Regions from separate parts of the Capra hircus genome. Here region 2 is linked to region 1. Evidence: chromatin contacts called from public Hi-C data. All regions are on one chromosome and are shown on one strand. The core of a region is the stretch at or near the end of the contact, and the rest is flanking DNA. Distances in the headings are between cores, read along the strand shown. Region 1 overlaps NIFK (MKI67 FHA domain-interacting nucleolar phosphoprotein). Region 2 overlaps CLASP1 (CLIP-associating protein 1).

What was found. A called contact is a pair of places that touch in the nucleus more often than the background predicts.
Region 2: a Hi-C map of blood shows a contact between it and region 1, with 2.7 times the contacts expected there. The contact joins two enhancer-like sites. A contact is called at or near these places in 2 of 5 Hi-C or Micro-C datasets (both in blood).

Annotation. Positions count from the first base shown.
Region 1 is chr2:62,730,887-62,736,291 of ARS1.2, forward strand. NIFK (MKI67 FHA domain-interacting nucleolar phosphoprotein) reads left to right here. Exons shown (of 7, transcript XM_005676268.3): 7 at 1-119. Among named protein-coding and RNA genes, the nearest start is that of NIFK, 13 kb to the left of the region's middle. Within about 2 kb of position 2,700, at least 1 of the 5 cell types and tissues checked has an H3K27ac peak or open chromatin away from gene starts, as enhancers often do.
Region 2 is chr2:62,869,726-62,875,130 of ARS1.2, forward strand. CLASP1 (CLIP-associating protein 1) reads left to right here. Exons shown (of 41, transcript XM_018061634.1): 3 at 2,867-2,945; 4 at 4,361-4,464; 5 at 5,249-5,340. Among named protein-coding and RNA genes, the nearest start is that of CLASP1, 97 kb to the left of the region's middle. Within about 2 kb of position 2,301, at least 5 of the 5 cell types and tissues checked have an H3K27ac peak or open chromatin away from gene starts, as enhancers often do.

The DNA.
Region 1 (5,405 bases), core at 1,450-3,949:
ATTTGGTTTCAAGATTCATGTAGTGACCACCAGATAAACTTTTTCTGGTTTTTTTGTATGCAAGGGGAACTTGGATATCCTGAAATAAAAAATTGTTGGGTTTTGCTTTTTGAAGTGAAGTAAGAGTCTCTTGAGTCGTATCCGACTCTTTGCGACCCCAACGACTAATACAGTACAGTCCATGGAATTCTCCAGGACAGAATACTGGAGCAGGTGGCCTTTCCCTTCTCCAGGAGATCTTCCCAACCCAGGGATCGAACCCAGGTCTCCTGCATTGCAGGTGGATTCATTACCAGCTGAGCCACAAGGGATCAGCTAATTCAGTTTCGTTAAAAGGATTCATTACCACCAAACATTTTTTCATATAATATTTGTTTAATATAATGATGATAATACTGACCTAGGTGAATCAGTTTTAATACACAGAGCATAGGGACTTTCCTGGTGGTCCAGTGGTTAAGAATTTGCCAGTCAGTGCAAGGGACACAGGTTCATCCCTGGTCCCCAAGATTCTACATGCCACAGAGCAACTAAACCTGCGCCCCTAGAGCCCATTGTCCGCAACAAGAGAAGCCACTGCAGTGAGAAGCCTGTGCCCTGCAACCTGAGACCAGCCCCTGCTCACTGCAAGGAGAGAAAGCCCACAGAGACCAACAAAGCCACAGTGCACCCAAAACCATACCAAGAACATCTTAGCTCTAGATTAGTCCCTATACAGACTATGTTCATTTTGTTTAATTAAATTGAATGAGTAACAGAACTGCCTACCTCTTTGAACCATGTCTGAATTTGTGGATGTAGAAATCCATCTGGTTTCCGTTTCTGGGAAAGCACCAGATAAGCTTATCAATGCAGCCTGACATTTTTATTATTTCCGTTTCCTGACCTACTGCCCAGACACTCCTCTTCCAGCATGGTACTGATCATCATCACTTGATGTGTGAGGAGTTTTTTGATGTACCCTGGAGCTGAATGGGGAGAGTGATTTTTAGCATATATCATGGCAGAGAGTTGAAGTTAACATTTTCCTGGGGACCATATTAGGAGCATTTGTCAAAGTAGTGTGGGGTTGATCCTCAGATTTTGTAGGGAGAAAATCAAGAATCTGGAAGTTATAACCGTGGCTGATGGATCATGAGTCTCTCACTGCAATACGGCAAAAGCTGTTCAAAGACTGACACAGGTAGGCACAGCAGGGCTTCTGTCCCCTGTGCAGTGATGCCCGTGGCTGCTCTCAGCCCACAAGTGTGATGAGTGTATACAAGTAATTTGATGCTTTTGAACTGTGGTGCTGGAGAAGACTCTTGCGAGTCCCTTGGACTGCAAGGAGATCCAACCAGTCCATCCTAAAGAAGACCAGTCCTGGGTGTTATTGGAAGGACTGATGCTGAGGCTGGAACGCCAGTACTTTGGCCACCTCTTGAGAAGAGTTCATTCATTGGAAAAGACTCATGCTGGGAGGGATTGGAGGCAGGAGGAGAAGGGGACGACAGAGGATGAGATGGCTGGATGGCATCACTGACTCAATGGATGTGAGTCTGAGTGAACTCCGGGAGTTGGTGATGGACAGGGAGGCCTGGCGTGCTGCGATTCATGGGGTCGCAAAGAGTCGGACACGGCTGAGCAACTGAACTGAACTGAACTGATAGGCAGAAAAAATCACAAGGCCCAAACCTAACTACATCATGGGTCAGCCTGTGGCCCTCAAAGCGACCAGTTATCCTGCTGCCCAATCCAACCCACTGCAGAGTTTTGTTTTACATTTTTAAATAGTTGAAAAAAATTGAGAAGTGAGTTTCAGGAAGTTCCCTGGTAGGGATCCTGCAAGCTGCCCATGCAGCTAAAAAAAACATAGTTAAGGGTGAGGATAGAGAATTTAGGAGTTTGGGATTAACATACACACTACTGTATATGAAACAGATAACAAGAACCTGTTGTATAGCACAGGAAGCTGGACTCAATATCTTGTAATAACCCATAATGGAAAATAATCTGAAAATAAATACACATATAAACTGAATCACTTTGCTGTACACCTGAAACTAACTTTATAACTTCAGTTTTTTTTAAGAGGAGAAGCTATAGCCTGGGTGCAAATATTTGCAAAGGACTTTTTATCCAGAATGGACCTCTGAAAAACAAGCAGCCTGAATTGTCTTATGGAACCAAATTTCTGCCTTCTGATAATAAAATTAAAAGTAATACAAGCTGTTTCCTCTTTTCAGCTCTGTGGCATCTTATTTCCCCGACCAGGGGTTGGACTCGGCTGCTGCAGTGAAAGTGCTGAGTCCTAACTTAACTGGACCTCCAGGGAATTCCTCAGACTATTTTCAATACTTGTATTTCCATTAAGGACTCATGCATGGTAGATGTGTGATGATAATGAACATTTATTAAATCCTTGCATGTGTATTAGCTCATTTAATCAGGACAACCTATGAAGTTAGACACTTCTGTTCCTGTCTGAATGATGAGGAGACTGAAGCCCAGAGAGCTTAAAGAACTTGCCCAGAAATAGCATATGGTGAGCCAATTCAGTTGACTTTTGACGTCCTTCCAACAAGATCGGCATGAAAGCTAGATTGTTAGTGACAGTGGAAAAAAGGAAAGACGCAAAAGCCTTGTGCTGACATGAGCTGGTGACTCTGGAACGGAGGCAGAAGTGGGGCACTGGGGCAGGCGTGGGAGGAGCCGAGAAGTTCCATTCTTCGGAGCTCAGTTTTGAAGTAGCTGTCAGCAGCCTAACACTAGATGGCAGTAGATCCCAGGCACTTTAGATCTACAATCCTCTCCATTTAAGGGGCTAGCAAAATACAGAATTATTAAAGGGGTTTATACCCTAATTATTTTTTAAACAAGACTTCCCTGAGAAAAACTATTATTCTAAAAACTATAGAATGGGTTAACAACAAGGTCCTACTGAATAGTACTGGAAACTGTATTCAATATCCTGATAAACCTTAATGGAAATTAATGTTAAAAATACATATGTATAACTGAGTCACTGTTGTATGGATGGAATTAACACAACATTGTAAATCAACTACATTTCAATTTAAAAGAAATGACCTCCCTGAGAAGCATCTTTTTACACCCCTCCCCCCACACAGCACCAATTTCTAGACAACTAAAGATAGAAACTGCCACTATGAAATGACTCTTAAGCAACTGGGTGCTTAGTAACATTCTTTGGGTAATTGGTTATTGTTAAAAACATACTTGCAAAAGGATGTCAGATAACCAGTAATACAACATACTGATGAAATGAACCATGATAGTTTCTAGCTTATGAAATTGCATATAGTTATGAATAAGCATAGCTTAGGGTTATTGGACAATAAATCTGGGAAAATGGTTTTATGATTTGGTGTTCCCCAGTGTGTATTAGAATTTGGTGGCTGTATTTAAAAAGAAAAGTTCATATAAGAGAACTTAGCTTTACTGTTATCATCACTGTAAACACAATCTTTAGCCCATTCTATTCAGAGTACTTCCTATTGTCCACACTCTGTGCTCATTTAGGTTTTTTATTCATGAGGCCCAAATTAAAAGCACAAAATAATCAGATTGGGGCTTTTTTTTTCTTTTTTTCGCACCATGCAGCTTACAGGGTCTTAATTTTTCAAACAGGAATTGAACCCTGTTTTACAGGCCCTTGGCAGTGAAAGCTCAGAGTCTTAACCACTGGACCACCAGGAAATTCCCTGGGACATTTTTCTATTTCAATTAGTGAATCTCAACATGTTGAAATTATTTTCAAGTTCTATCTAGGTGTTATATTTCTGGCCATTTTCCTCTTAGGAACAAAAACAGAAACAAAACATAATTGTTTGGGAAGTCAGGGTTTCAGTTACTGCTCCATTGATCCAGAGAATATTTCACATGCTTATCTACAAATTTCTCCTGACTCAGGAAGCAATCAGTTTTAGAAACAAATTGCTCACCAAGTATCTGGGTGGCCTGGTCTGCCTCTGTGTGTATGCTGACAGAAGGAAATGTGTTCTGTGTTATGGAAGTTACATTTTTGTGCTCATCAGTGGCCAAGTTTAGAATTTCCCATTATGAATAAGCGCTGTCAACCCTACGCTGCCCAGGAAAAGAAGTTCAGACATTCGATACTTGCCAAACATAGTTGCCGCAGCAGATGTGTCCTGAGCGACGCTGCTGGTCTCTGGTGGCTCCATTCACAGGTTCTCCTATGACTTGAGCACCAGAGGGAAGAGCTGTGGCCTTGGCTCAAGAGAAGAAGCACAGCTTTTGCACGAGAAACCAAGGGAACAATCTGAATTGTCTGTCCAAGAGAGAAACTATTCAGATGGTTTTTGGCAGGGATACAGGATCACCACTGATGATTTTTTTCTTCTGAAGGAAGGTGTCAATTTTTCTTCTATTTCTGCTTTAACACTTAGCTAGATGATAAATATTGTGGCTTTTTTCTAATTAGCTTTACAAAAAGACTACCAATGCATGTCTGGTACATTAAAAAATGCAAGCAAGTTGTTTAGTAAATGCAAATTGTAGAAGTGTTTCCTACCTTGCATATTTATACATAGCTACTGCTACTGCTAGCTACTGCTAAGTCACTTCAGCCATGTCCGACTCTGTGCGACCCCATAGACGGCAGCCCACCAGGCTCCCCGTCCCTGGGATTCTCCAGGCAAGAACACTGGAGTGGGTTGCCATTGCCTTCTCAGTTATCTGATTTAATGTTAATGTAGAATCAGCCATATAAAGGCATGTTACTCACCTAGCTCATTATTTAAGGTTTTCTGGTGACTTTTTCGTTTTATTTTTTTCAATTTAAGTTATTGCCTGAATAGGTACTACATGCAAAAGGTACAAAAGTTCGAACTGTTCCGAGTGAAACATCAATCTGTCCCATCCTGTTCAATTGCTCGCTGGGCTCCACCCCACCAGCCATATCCCTCAGCTGGAGAAGTGCTCCTCCCTCGTCCTCTTGGGGTGCTGCCTCCCCAGGAAGCTGCCCAGTTTCTGGAAAAAAGAAGCCTTGTTTGTTTCCTCTTCGTTGTCTGTTCGTTGCTGTTTAGTTGCTAAGTCATTTCTTTGCAACCGCATGGACTGTAGCACTCCAGGCTTCCCTGTCCTTCACCATCTCCCAGAGCTTGCTCAAACTCATGTCCATAGAGTTGGTGATGCCATCCAACCACCTCATCCTCTGTCGCCCCCTTCTCCTGCCCTCAATCTTTCCCAGCATCAGGATCTTTTCCAATGAGTCGACTCTTGGCATCAGGTGACCAATGTACTGGAGCTTCAGCTTCAACAGCCCATCCCAACTACCAGTATTCCTGAGGGTAGGAGCTTTGTCCTAGTAATGGTTACACCCCAGGGATTGAAACAATGCTGGTACATCATATTTGTTTCATTAACTCAATGAGATAGTCCCC
Region 2 (5,405 bases), core at 1,051-3,550, 140 kb after region 1:
GTTCCACAAGTGGGTGAACTGACATGGGCTATCATATTTGAAAAGACCATAGCCCTCTTACATCACAGTCTTGTGGGAATTCTGAAGGGATGTGGTGAGAACTGAAGCCCGTTATTAATATTTCTGTAATGAATAGCACCCCCCCCTCCAACCAGTGGTACACCAGACACATGCTTAGGATTTCATCAGGGAAAACCCAGTTCCTAATAATTGAGAGTTTGCTCTTTTTTTGAAAGATAAACTTAAATTTTTAGGACAGTTTTGGATTTACAGAAAAATTGCAAAGGTAGTAGAGTCCCCAATGTATCTATCCCACATTGAGCCTCCCCATCATATATCATTGTCTAACACTAGTATGGTGTATTTGTTGAGATTAATAAAGCAATATTGATAGGTTGTGATTAACTGAAGTCCATAGTTTATTCGGGTCTTTTAAAATTTTATCTAATGTCCTTTATCTATTCTAGGCTTCCATCTAGGATTGTTGTTTTAGTTGCTAAGTCATGTACAACTCTTTTGTGACCTCCTGGACTGTAGCCCACCATGGGATTTACCGGGCAAGAAGACTGAAGTGGGTTGCCATTTCCTCCTCCAGGGAATCTTCTCAACCCAGAGATCTAACCTGCATCTCTTGCATTGGCAGGCATGACCTAGGAAGCTCACACTCTATTTAACTGTCTCCTAGCTTCTCTTGGCAGTGACAAGGAAGAAGGAAATTTGACTTTCCTTCTTTTTGCTGACTTTGATGGTTTTGAGATGTATTGGTAAGATATTTTGTAGGCTGTCCTTCTATGGGAATCTGATATTGTTATTAGACTGGGCTTGTGGGTCTTCAGGCTAAGGATCACAGACCTAAAGCCCCGGTTTATCACATACCAAGCATACACACCTCCAACCTGATTTATGGCTGTTGATGTTGACCTTGATGATCTGGCTGAGGTACCAATATCCTTTGTCAAGCTTTTCCCATTGTACCTTTACTCCCCCTACTCTTTAGCTACTCCCCCTACTCTTTAGGGCTTTGGAAGGAAATGAATGTGTGATTCCTCATCTTCTGTAGCTCATAAATGAAGTCATTAAAGTGGTTTTTTTTTTTTTTTACTGTTTTAGGCTTTAAAAAAAACCTGTCACAAAACAATGCTCTCTTTATACAAAAATTTAAAAATTATGCCCTTTTAATATCTTCAAGTCACCAATCCCTTACAAGGACAGTATATGTATTGTGGTTATTATTGGGCAAATTTTGATTCCTTTGTTTTGAACCAGTGACTTTAAAGCTGAATAGCAAAGCCTGCTGTTTTTACTTTTTCTGGTCGCAAAACCTTGGAAGGGCAGGCAGATGCAAGGACTCAGTATATCATTCATTATCCGGCGTATCTTCAGGATAATTAGAATTACCGCAGTTTTGTTCGTTGGTTCTGCATAAACACCAGATCGTGCCCCAGATCATTTCTGAACTATGTTTAATAAAGTTGCACAATGCAAAAGTGCTTCCTACTGAGCGACTACACACACACAGATCTCTCGTTTTAATGATAGAGCGAGGTGGCAAGGGCGAGTGTGGAGGGGGCTGTTAAGAATCACGTTATCTGTGTAATTGTAAAAGAGAACACAAGTGAAAGTGAAAGTGAAGTCGCTCAGTCGTGTCCGACTCTTTGCGACCCCATGTTCTGTAGCCTACCAGGCTCCTCCGTCCACGGGATTTTCCGGGCAAGAGTACTGGACGGGGGTGCCACGCCAGAGGATCTTCCTGACCCAGGGATCGAACCAGTGTCTCCCGCACGGTAGGCAGACGCTTTACCGTCAGAGGCACCAGAAGTCACAGTAGGGTACCTGTGTTCTTTCACAATTAGGTGCGAGCAGGTGCCCGGCGCAGGTGTTACTTTTGCTCAGTGGTGTCCGACTCTTTGTAATTCCACAGACTGTATGTAGTCTGCTAGGCTCTTTTGTTCACGGGATTCTCAAGGTGAAGAGTACTGGAGGCTCTTCTTTCCCCAATCCCGGCGCCAGAAGGAGACAAAGAAACGGACGGTAGGGGCTTAATGTAGTTTTTCTTGGGAAAGCGTGTGGGTTGTGAAAACTCAGAACTCTGTTCTGTCAGCTTGAAGCGCCACCTAGTTGTTTTTAACCAGCATAGCATTGGCTTATTTATACTTTAAGAAGCTGTTTTTGTAACAAACAAATCGTGGAAAAAGAGATTTTTCTTTTTTCCAAAAATTGCACCGTGATAAAGCTGAGCTTTAGCCGGTGCGGGCGTGTTGCATAGGCGTTAGCAGTACTGTCCTCACTAAACGCTCATCGGACAGTAGCGCAACCCCAAGAAAAGGATGGTTGGAGCAGCCTTCGAGCGAGGCGCGAGTAGCAGGCGCCAACACTGAGTAGGCTTGTGGCGACTAATTCACCAGTGCCGCCGCAGCCGCCCGGCAGCCGGTGAACCTCCGCTGATCACGGCTTCCGAAGCTCGCCACCAAAACTTCGTTTTCGGAGGCTCGGAAGGTCGCAAAGAGGCAGTTCAGTGGTACCCAGAAGGCCACGCGCCGGCCGCGAGCTGATTTGCATACGCGCGCCCTTACGGGGCGGGGCCTTGGCGGGAGCTCCCGCCCTCCTGGGCTGGCGCTCGGAGCCGGTTCACGGCGTCTGTGTTTGAGTAGCGTCTCGCCGAAGACTCTCGTGTTAGCTCTGTAAACCGCCCTTTCGGACAATAGCGGCCCTCTTCCTGATACCCACGTTCACCCTCGGGTCGGCGCTCGCTTGGGCTCCCAGGCTGTGTCTGAGCCAGAGATGCGGGGGCGTGCCTGCAGCAGGCGGGCGAGGGCGCCAAGCCCCGCATGGGCCGCTGACGAGAGCCTGCTGTTTATCGTTGCAGGTGGTTCTCCTGGGCATGGACATCCTGTCCGCGCTGGTCACCCGGCTGCAGGATCGGTTCAAGGCGCAGATCGGTACAGGTGAGCTCTCTCCTCCTCCCATCTCGGCCTTCACTGTGTCTCCCCAAACCCTGCACTTGGCTGTACCCACCCCATAGCCAGCCCTCGTTCAGCCCCCCACCTTTTCTTTCTAGCCCCCCTCTCCCCGGCTCGCCCCTACCTTCTCCTGCATGTGTAGATGCTGCACCGCTGCCCTTGCTCCCCTCGTGGGCACACCTGGATCTGCCACCTCCGCGCTCCTGCTGGCATCCTCCTGGCCCCCTTTCCATACCTTTCTGCTGTCTTTTTCTATCTTCCTGTTCTAGTACTAGCTATTACTTTTATTTTTTATGCCAATTAGCCATCATGCTGTGGTGCCAACCAAACCCTGTTTGCCTCTGACCCTTGTCTTGGAGAGGCATTGCCTTTTCTCTTTCAGAGTCTTACAGATCCGACGCAGCTGTATTTTTAAACAGTTTATTGTTACTATGACCGTTTTCACTTTGGTTGTCAGTGTCATTTCAAGTGTGGTAAATGATCACTTTTATTTTGAAGGGAAAATAGTGTCAGAATAATTAAATAAAAATAACATCAGGTTTCAAAGGTTAAGAGACGATTTTATTCCCAACCTCTGGGCATTCATAATAACAAAACAAGCCCTAACCCTTTCCTTTTAGCATTTCTCGTTACAACAGGTACACATATATTTGTGCATTTCTGTTAACTTTCTGGTCAATGTGCATGTTTAGATAAAGCCATGAGCTCTTCCCACTCTGCCATAAACTGTGTATCTGCAAATAAAAATCCCTCTTTCTTTCATTAATTTGATTACATAATACCAAATTAGATGAATTGTTCAGGATTATTTTCTGTAAAAGAAATTTCTAATAGACTTTTAGAAGAAGCAAAGTGAGTTGACCTCTGACATCCAAGTGCCCTTGGAACAGCAGCGATAGCCCACCCAAGCTGTGGGGAGGAAGGGCAGGCAGAGAGCTGCATTCTGTCTGATGAGCATGCAGAGATGTTATGTAAAATGAAAAGCAGACCCAGCCTTAAGTGTCTGTTCTTCCACCCCCGAGCAGATGCACTGGGGCCTCTCTCTCTTATCTGGATTTCCTTTTGTGTTGACTCTTTCCTGCCTAGGTCTTTCATCGACATCCATTTTAATAACATTCTAGCAGCTTAAAAACACATTGGGAACTTCCCAGAGGAAGGTGGCATAAGGAAGAAGACAGATAGTGTGCCCATGCAAAGATTTTAGCAAATTCTCATAGTAGCTCCCGTGAATTTGAGCAGGAGGAGATTTATAGGGGTTGGTGCTTGATGTGCATCATAGAGCGATGTGCATCATTTAGGTCAGGATTTTGAGATATCTTGTTAATTGAAATACCCGCAGTTGGTGACTTCGGGCCACCAGAGTAGGTTTTCATTTGATCAAGTTACATTTTAATTTCTAGTGCTGCCGAGTTTAATAGACAGACTGGGAGATGCTAAAGACTCTGTGAGGGAGCAAGACCAGGCCCTGCTGCTGAAGATCATGGATCAGGCTGCTAATCCCCAGGTGAGACTGGGGTGTTCCTGCAAAGTGTGCATGGGTTTCAGAGAAAAAAAATTTATGGTGTTTCATCTGGCCCCACTTTCCCCCCGTAGGATATTTACAGAGGGTGTACCTTTGAATAAATTAGTGAACTTAACATGGGTATGGAGTGCTTGGTTTAATTTCTTAGACTCAAGCTCATTTATGTAATTGACTCTTTGTGTCTCTGAAAAGATGCAGCTGTGATGTCAGGGCCATCAGCAGCCTGGCTGCAGCCCTGGCCCATGTCTGCTGGTGAGCTGGGCTGCTGGGACGGACAGCCAGGGATACAGCTCTGTCTTACCTGTCCAGCTGACCATTGTTGGGGGGTGGGGCAGGGGGAGACGGTTTTAGGAGAAACTTTCCCAGGGAAGGTAAAACCTAGAATAGTCTGGGAAGCAGAGCAGGTTAGAGGATGGGGTGGGCACAGCTCTTCAGGCCAAGAGAGTAGCCTGAGTAGGTGACCTTTGGTAAGTCACCCAGCCTCTTCTGCTTCATTTTCCTCACCCAGTAACTGAGGACAGTCCCACCTCTTTTTCAGGGTTGTCCGGAAAATTAAATGCAATTACATAAAGGAATGTGTTTTGAAAGATTTTAGCTTGGTATAGAAACCTATGTTACCATTTTCCAAAAAGCTCCGCAGAGGGCTAGCGGAGGCGGGGAGGGATATGGCACCTGTTGTGAGGTCTCTGCCCTGGGGGTCCATGGCTTGGATGGGCTGCAGCAGCCTCCTCCTCTTTTCTCCCCACCTTACCTCTGCCGTCTGTAGTACGTGTGGGACCGGATGCTTGGCGGCTTCAAGCACAAGAACTTTCGCACCCGGGAAGGCACTTGTCTCTGCCTTGTGGCCACCCTCAACAGGTAAGTCTGGGTGGGGCCTGAGGGCTTCCTTGGCCAAGCTTTTGTATTTGTAACTTTTAACTTTG